2 separate regions of the Sus scrofa genome follow, and region 1 is linked to region 2. A link is a contact called in public promoter capture Hi-C data. All regions are on one chromosome and are shown on one strand. Each heading gives the region's core, a stretch centred on a gene start, on an enhancer-like site or on the middle of the called end of the contact. The rest is flanking DNA. Distances are from core to core; before and after follow the strand shown.

Region 1 (4,121 bases), core at 1,031-3,530, 1.5 Mb before region 2:
GGTGGATTTTTTTGAAGAGGGATGAAATCACAAAATACTTGTATGCTGGTTGTAATGATTGAGTAGAGGCGAAACTGACGATATATGAAAGAGGGAGTAGCTATGGCTCAAGAGATGTCCTGGAACCAGAAAGAGGAAAGAAACTTTTAGGAGAGTGGTGGAGCTGTGGAGGAGGGAAGAGTTTTCCTTGACACTCTTAGGGTCCCGGCTGGATGTGAAAAGTAAACCGACCAGAACCAAACAAACAGAAAACAAAAAAACCCACCCCAACCCAAACCCAAACGAAAACAGATTAATGGGAGAAAAGGATACACACTTGCTTACTCCGAGTTTTGTAAGTGACACGGAAATGAAGACCTGAAGAAATGGTAAATCTAAGTGTTTTTATCCTGGGTTTGGTGAAGAGTGGGCAGTTGTGGAGAAAAGGGATAGGACGAAGGGTAAAAGAGGAAAATTAGGTAAAACCGGGGAATCTCGGCACGGCCTGTTTGTTCAGATTCTTCCCGGTGACCCTTCATCCCGGAGACGAACATGCTGCTTCCTCCAGGTGTAGAGTGGGCGCCGCTGGTCACGGGAGGAGATTCCGACTGACCTGCCTCAGGGGCGAAGGGCGAGGAGAAGCCAGAGAGATTTTCCTGCTTCGGCTGTTTTGACAAACTTCTTCAGCTTGAAATATCCTATATGCTAAGGTGCCATGTTTTGGGATATTGTGTTCTGAAACCCATCAGGTGGTTATTGAACACGGCTGTTATTAAACATTAAATTATGTAAATTTACTCAAACTAATTATAATTACTTAGTTGTCTTTTTAGGGCTGCACCCGTGGCATATGAAGGTTCTCAGGCTAGGGGTCGAATTGGAGCTGTAGCTGCTGGCCTACACCACAGCTCACGGCAATGTCAGATCCTTACTGACTGAGCAAAGCCAGGGATGGAACCCGCATCCTCATGGATACTAGTTGGATTTGTTTTCGCTGAGCCACGATGAGAACTCCTTTTTTTTTTTTTTTTGAAGGAGAGGTATTTGCTAACCAGCTGCAGCCCACATCTGGACTTGGTGGACCAAATTAAGTGCTAACAGTTCGTCCATGAGAACAGGAGAGAAGGCAGGGCATTTGACAGGTGGGCAGACAGATGTGGTATAGAGAGGTTTCCTATTTACCAGTGAGGATAAGGCTGGGGAGAAGGTGTTGGAGATTTGAAGTGAGAGGAGCTTGGGACAGTAAGTGGATTAGAGAAATGCAGTGTTTTTGTCTAAGCACCATGAAAAAGGCCCCTTGAGGTTAGTGATTATGAATGTAAAGAGAGGCCTAAGCTATCAGTTTGCCTCCAGGCTTTTTCACGGGCTTGGGTGAGGCAGTAAGTGGAGAACTAGCTGTATCCAAGGCTAGGGTTTTGCCAGCCAGGTATGACTGTGTGTCAGGGTAAGTAAGATTACGAAATTACAAATGTCAAAGCCACCACCCCGGAGACTTCCTCTTCATCCTAGCGAAAATCATGCCACCTATAACTTTGACCTGTTATCCTGCTTCTCCTCCTATTTGTGTGTATCGGGTGTTTAATCATCTGGCTCATCCATCCTCCATGACAACAGAGACTGTGCTTTGCTTACTGCTGGATCCAGAGCCTGTCAATCCAGCAGAGTGCTTGACACAGAGGAGGTGCTCAGGAAATAATATGTTAAAGAAGGTATCGGATTAACGGATTCACTCGCTTCCTCTTGTAAAATCTGTGCAGTGGAGTGAAGCACACTCAAAATCCCTTTCGTAGCCCTTTGTTCCTTGCTCCATCGTTTAACGCCATCGTGTTTAATGGGCATAGGCATTGCCTTACGGAGGCACGTGCAGATACCGCCAATTTTTAAGTCCTTGAGACCTAACCTAAACCTCAGAGGCAGCTGCCCGGTCCTGTGAGTAATGCAGTCATGGGCCTTTGTCACTTGAAACTCCCAACACGGAGGAGGGTCATAGAGAACAGTCCCTAAACTTGGAGGGAGGGTAGTTGATGTATTTAGTATTATTTTCTTTAGTGCTGCCAATAGCTGCTTAAGTAAGGCTCCAGGCGAGGTGATGACAGATGCCCCAGACGCAAGGTCCAAGAACTCGGGGCAGTTGCTGGAGGCTCGCCGGCGGAAACTTGGGTCCGCAGGCGTGGCCCGGGCGAGGGAGTGGCCATGGGCGTGGCGTGGCTGGGCCCCGGGGCGTGGGCGTGGCGTGGGCGGAGGTGGGGCGGGGCGGCCCCTGGCACCGCCAGCCAGCACTGACCCGGCCTCCGCGCCTCCCACGCCCGCCGCCCAGACTAGGACGCCAGCTGAAGGGGGCGGGGCGAGACGGACTGTCAGTTTCCCTGAGTGGACAATAAAGTTTCAGAAGTTTGAAAAAGGAGGAAAGAAACACCCCACGCCCCTTTGGCTGCTCCGGCGTGGACGCCTGCGGCCCTGCACGGGCAGATCTCCAGCGGCGGTGTGCGGGCGGAGGCGTGGTGGGCGCGCGGGGATGGGGGTCACCGTGGACGTGCACGAGGTGTTCAAGTATCCCTTCGAGCAGGTGGTCGCCAGCTTCCTCCGAAAGGTACTCGTCCTGCTCCGGTCCGGCCGGGGTTCGGGTTCTCTGGAGCTGCCCGGGGGCTCAGCCTTGTGCCCCCGAGGCTGCGGGCTCCCTCAGCTCCCCCTCTCCTCTGCTCTGCTCTGCTGCGCTCGCTCCAGCCGCAGGTTGCGCCTCTGGGATGTGCGGGGCGAGGGCGGGGGTGCCTTTTCTCGAAGGCTACCCCTCGAGGATCCCGGAAAAGTCTCCGTGCGCGGCCTCACGTTCACACCCTGCCCCACCTGGAGGGAGAGGCTTTGGGGGAGGGAGGCTCGGGGAGAACCGCAGTGCTGGAGCCGGGTTGAAATTGCACTTCACTCTCTAGAGCATCGTTGAAAGCTGGCGGGAGCCGCCGAAGCCTTCATCCCAGTTTACTCAGCTCTGTCGTGTTACCACCTCAGCACTTGGCTCTCGTTAAGCAGCTGTGGGCCTTGGGGTAGACTCCGTGCCTTAGTTTAGTTTTATAATATGTAAAATGGGAAGAACTAAAGTCCCAACTCAGGGGTTGTTGTGAAGATTCAAGCAAAGTATTCCTGTAAAGCTCTTATCACAGTAACTGATGCTACTTAGTTCTTTAAAAGGTTATTTTTTGTGTGATATAACTGCACACCTTGGGCCTCAATATTCAGTGGCCCTGTTTATCTCAAGGGCGCCTCCTGGGACTGTGGCTGGTAATGGTAGAATGGGAAATTTCTTGGTAGAATGAAAAGCACCCAGGCTTGCGAGACGGGACCCCTGGATTCACCTCTGGTTCTGCCTTTAGTTCACTGGATGACACCATTTAAGGGTCATCTCTCTCAGCTTCAATGTCTGCATCTAAGATGTGTGGGTTTAAAACAGTGCACAAAGTTGAGAGCTATGTTTTATTTGGCATACTTGCTGAGGATTTAAGCCCAGACACAGCATCCCAGAAGCTGAGGTTAGGGGGGAGCCAGGTTAGATTGGAGTTCAAACAAACCAGTTATTGGAATATCCAAAGAATACTGCTAATTAAAGACAACGAGCCATCTCAAGTTAAGGGATTTAGCACTTTTCTGTGTATGCGAAGATTGCGGGCTATGGGCTCACTGAAATTCCTTTGATATGTGCCTTAATGATCTGGAGCCAGTATCCTGTTTTTATCTGAACTAAATCCCCCCTGGGGACTGGGTTGTTGGGGGCTGCAGAGGTTGAAGAATTTATGGCCACAATATCCTTTGTTTACAGACATGGTGAGATGAGAGTGTTGTACCGGGAACTCTTCTTTCAGCTTTTACCTTCTTAAACAGGATTTGCAAGAATTGTAACTTGCCTTGGGCAGCCACCACTGGCCATGCTCCCCATCTGCCCCCTGGAAGCCAAATGGGGGAGTGGGGGGAGGAGATGCATTTTCTTAAGTGCTAAGACCTGACTTCTGGTTCCTGTCCTGGCTCAGTGGTTAACGAACCCTACTCGCATCTATGAGGAACGAGGGTTCCATCCCTGGCCTCGCTCAGTGGGTTAAGGATCCGGCATTGCCGTGAGCTGTGGTGTAGGTCGCAGATGTGGCTCGGGTCCTAAG
Region 2 (4,419 bases), core at 527-3,026:
TGGTTGGATTGAAAAAGCAAAGCAGAGAAAAATATTCAACCAAAGCCTCTCCAGGGGCAGAAAAAAAAAAAAAATCCAACCTTTGGAAAGAATCCTTAAAACAGAAGAGAGTTGCAAGAGGTACTGGGACTTAGAAGCTTTGCAGAAAGCCCAGAAGCAGAAAGAAAGACAGATGTGCCCTGCTGGGGTGCCAGGTAGTCACCCACCTGCCGGCAAGGGCAAGCGGACTCCCATGTTCCCAGCCAGGTGGGAGCCGGCAGCCGCCGCTGCGCAGAGATGCGGTCGGGGGCTCGGGCTCCGGCTTCTCGGCGGCGGCGGCGGCTCTGGGTGGTTCCACAGTTCCCAGTGCAGTTAGGATGCTGTTGTTTCAGCAGTGCAGGCAAGAAACCATCCAGGGAAATGACTATTACATCATCTTAAAGGAATATGGCTTGGAGGAAGCGGAGGCAGCTCCGAGTCACGTCCTCCCCGGTGACAGGTCGCCAGGACTGCACGGGAACGCCGCGCTCTGGCCGTGGGCACGCGACTCCCGGGGCGCGCTGGGGCTTGGGGCGGGGACCAGCGCTGCCTAGCCACTTCCCTCCCGTCCTGCCCGCGAGTCTGGAGTTTCCTTTGCTTTGCCCTTTTTCCTGTCTTTAGACCTCCACCGCCCCCCCAGCCGCCGGAAACAACCCCTTCACCCAGTGGTGAGATAAACACAGCGATTTTTCATTAACAAAAAACCCCCAACAAGCCCTTTGCGCACGTGCACTGAATTTCTGCCGAAGGGCAAATTTCCCCCTCTAAAGCTTGTTTAAGAAAACAAACAAACAACAGCAACAAAACACCCAGTGACCCCGATGTTCAACCTACAGAAGGGCTTTTTTTTTTTTCTCCAATCAGAGAGGATCAAACCATATTCTCTCAGTTGCGCTCTCTTGTCTTTTCCTTCTCCATCCCTCCGCCACCCCTACCCCAGCAAATAAATAAGCATTTAGTAAATGAATATATACATCCATGCACACATGCAATCTCTGGAATTAATGGTGCTCTTTCAAAAGAATACACGAAGCGCTGGTACCTTCAGAAAACTCAGAGTTCCTGTCAGTAAGGCGTTATCTTCGCTTCCATGTAAGAAATTGTTACCTGCAACCTTTTCCTGGGGTTGTTTCCTTACTGAGCATCTCTCTGGATGTGGCCGGCCCCCTCCCATTTCATCCCAAGAGGACTCTGGTGGAAGACACGCCTGCTAAGAGACATTTTACTCCTGTCCCAGAGGGTTCCCTTAAGTGCATCATTAGACTTTCAGAAAGGCATTTCCAGGGCAACCTAATCCACTAACAAAGTGCTTCCAGTTGATCCTGCCAGTCAATAATGGCCCAGCCAACAGCTTACAGTAAGTCAGCCATTTCCCCTTTAAAACACCAATGTCTTAGGACTCACATTCCTAATGAGAATATAGTACTTTGTCGATGAATAATATATGTAAGGCACACTCCATTCCAAACAACTGCTATTAAAAAAACCCCAAAACCAAAAGTGGACAGGAAAGTATGAATTAGATCCATTTTATGGGACACACATGTTTATTGCCAACTCTTGCCCCAAGAATTAGCTTGAACGTAGACTCAGCAGTCATGTAAATTAATTTCTAATTTAACACTCTTTTCTTTCACTAAGTATCAGGTTACTGAACACATTCAGAGTATTAGCTAACACTCTAACACCTAATTATAGTTGACTTTGTTTCTTTAACTAATATATTAACCTGTTCTGGCCTTAATCACTGGGATTTTAACACTGGACCAGTCAAGGAAATGTTTATTATTTGGTGCACTCATATCGCCATCTAGTGTCCCTATGCTATCACTGCAGATGTGTATCTGGCAACCTACTTGAGCCCAAAGTTAGAGTTTTCCTTTATTTTAAAGTTTTTTTTATAGTGATTTGAGTTTTACCTGAAAGGTTCTGTTCATCAAAATTACAAAGTAAACAGTTATTTGCCATCAGATACAGGGTATAAATAAGTTTGAATTTATGCTTATTAAGTACCGAATTTGTTCACAGTTAAAAGCCAATTGTTTAGTATCTAACGGAGTAGGGCAGTATGCCATGACAATGACTTTGGAGATGGGCTATTAAAATATTTGAGGGGCAATTTGGCAGGAAGTAAAGCATGAGAGGAAGAAAAAAAACCATGGTCCTATAAAGCTAAAAGGAACTTGAGAAATGGAATCACCATCTCCTCTTAGAGCTACAGAGGCTGAGTACCAGAGAGGGAAAGCTTTTCCACAGGGCCACACAGCTGTGGAGCATGAGGGTAGGGTTCAGATCATTGCCTATTCAGTACCATCAATGTTTTGTTTTTAACATTATGGATTCTAGAATAAAGATGGAAAGGCGGCAAATAAGGAAACATGTTTATTTCGCATTTCTTTCTTTTTTTTTTTTTGTCTTTATGCCATTTCTTGGGCCGCTCCTGTGGCATATGGAGATTCCCAGGCTAGGGGTCTAATCGGAGCTGTAGCTACTGGCCTACACCACAGCCACAGCAACGTGGGATCCGAGCTGCGTCTGCGACCTACACCACGGCTCACAGCAACGCTGGATCCTTAACCCACTGAGCAAGGCCAGGGATTGAACCTGCAACCGCATGGTTCCTAGTCAGATTCGTCAACCACTGAGGCACGACAGGAACTCCTGTTATGCATTTCAAAAAAAAAACAGCAAGTCATTGAAAAGAATTGTTAGTAATAAGTGAAATTGCAAGGCTAAAATATCCTTACAATTTAAAAGAAGAGTGTTCTAAATTTCAAAAATGAGGAGCTCTGTTCATTGATCTGGGTTTCATAGGTTAGGATATTTTTGAGACCAGTCGTACTTAAGGTTTTGGGGGAAAGGGCTGCTTGGAGAATCTTAGAAAATCTAGGAGATGAATACACAAGCATAAAAGTTTGCGTTCCATGTCCAGGGCAGAACCTCTGAGGAAGAACTGAGGAATGAGAGGAGCCAGGGAGATCACGTGGCCAGGGACTCCCCTTCCCAGCACTCCGCAAATGTTGACTCTTTTTGAAATGAGGTCACACACACACACTCAAAGAGAAACACCCTGAGGAGGACCGAAAAAATATAAAGAAAGCATTCACCAGATGACCTTCACCTTGTGAACTGTGGGTGGGCTACACCTGACATGCACTCTGAATTCCCATTTTTCAATAAACACTGTAAATATCTTAGGCTTTGCACACTTGTATGGCTGTCCAGCGTTTTGTGCTAAAAATGTTAATTTATTATAATAAACTATTCAAACTGGAGCAACTATTTGCTAGCCCTCTTTAGGACTTTTGCATCTACCTGGAGCCTCAAGAAATTGAGAGGGTGTTGATCTCTCACTTTTGAGAGGTCAGGGGTTTCTTTCCTTCAAGATTGGCCTGAAGCTTATTCGTGTTGGAATCTGTAGACTCTAGGCGAACATCCTCTGATCAGCCCCCCTTTGTTGTTCCTTTAGTCTCAGGGATGCAAAGGATTGAGAAGTGAGATTAAACAGATAAGAGGCTTGCAGGAAACAAAGCTGTTTGCCATGTAGAGAGATATAAATAGTGCTGGAGTAAGCGAGTGTGTCTCAGGGCGTCTCAGGGAGGTTGACAGTAAGCCTGGCTGTTTGGTGCCTGAACAAGAGGCAAGAAGCCAGGTCTGTCTGGGCTGTAGGTGTCTTCCTGTCCTTCGTGTCAGCAGATAACACCGTGAGGGTTATTCTTCTCTTCTGGCAGCTCTCTGCTGAAGCTTTGTAGGATGCGACGCTCAGCCGAGGGCTGAACACACAGCAATGGGTTTCCCTCTAGGGAAGAGCAAGGAAGAATGTTCCACTCTGCGCTTGTAATAGTCAAGCCTAGAGCACATCGAGACACACCATGGATAAACTGTGGGATTGATAAAGTGTGTCTCAGCTTCTGTTTCCTGTTCCCACTTCCACACATCCCCGTACCTATGAATGTTGAAGACTACATCCTCGAAAGGACAGTTTTAATTTGGGAATAATGTGATCATCTCCCACACCCACACCCCTAACACATCCTTGAGCTTCCACTCAAGCAGAGGTAGCTTTTATGCTGACTGCCTTTGTTGTCAGGGAGGGAATTGATCTCATAAACTTCCTCCTACTAAGATGCCGAGCACTCACTGGGTTACATGCCCCCAAGGACTCCTGCATTATCACCATCTCCTTAATAGCTGCCGTTTATGAAGGGCCAGCCCTTGAGTCCTCTCAGCAGTCACTGCCCCTCTCCCAGCCCTCCCTGAGTGGTGGTGTAACATTGGACAGGAGATTCGATGTCTCTGAGCCAGGGTAACATGGAAATAATGAGAAGACCTGCCTCTCGGGTGTGCTGGGCAGATTAAAGACTGATCTGCATGCAGGACCCCCTAGCACATATCCCAGCT

The links. Promoter capture Hi-C pulls out the DNA fragments that hold promoters and counts their contacts.
Region 1: a promoter capture Hi-C map of fetal skeletal muscle shows a contact between it and region 2, with 9 times the contacts expected there. The contact joins the promoter of PRELID2 here to the promoter of KCTD16 in region 2. A contact is called at or near these places in 3 of 5 promoter capture datasets (fetal liver, fetal skeletal muscle and liver) and 5 of 47 Hi-C or Micro-C datasets (embryonic fibroblasts, fetal skeletal muscle, mesenteric adipose tissue and 2 more).

The regions. Positions count from the first base shown.
Region 1 is chr2:147,189,887-147,194,007 of Sscrofa11.1, reverse strand. It overlaps PRELID2 (PRELI domain-containing protein 2), which reads left to right and starts at 2,280. Exons shown (of 9, transcript XR_002341969.1): 1 at 2,280-2,569.
Region 2 is chr2:145,702,059-145,706,477 of Sscrofa11.1, reverse strand. KCTD16 (BTB/POZ domain-containing protein KCTD16) reads right to left here and starts at 1,776. Exons shown (of 4, transcript XM_021084953.1): 1 at 1,061-1,776.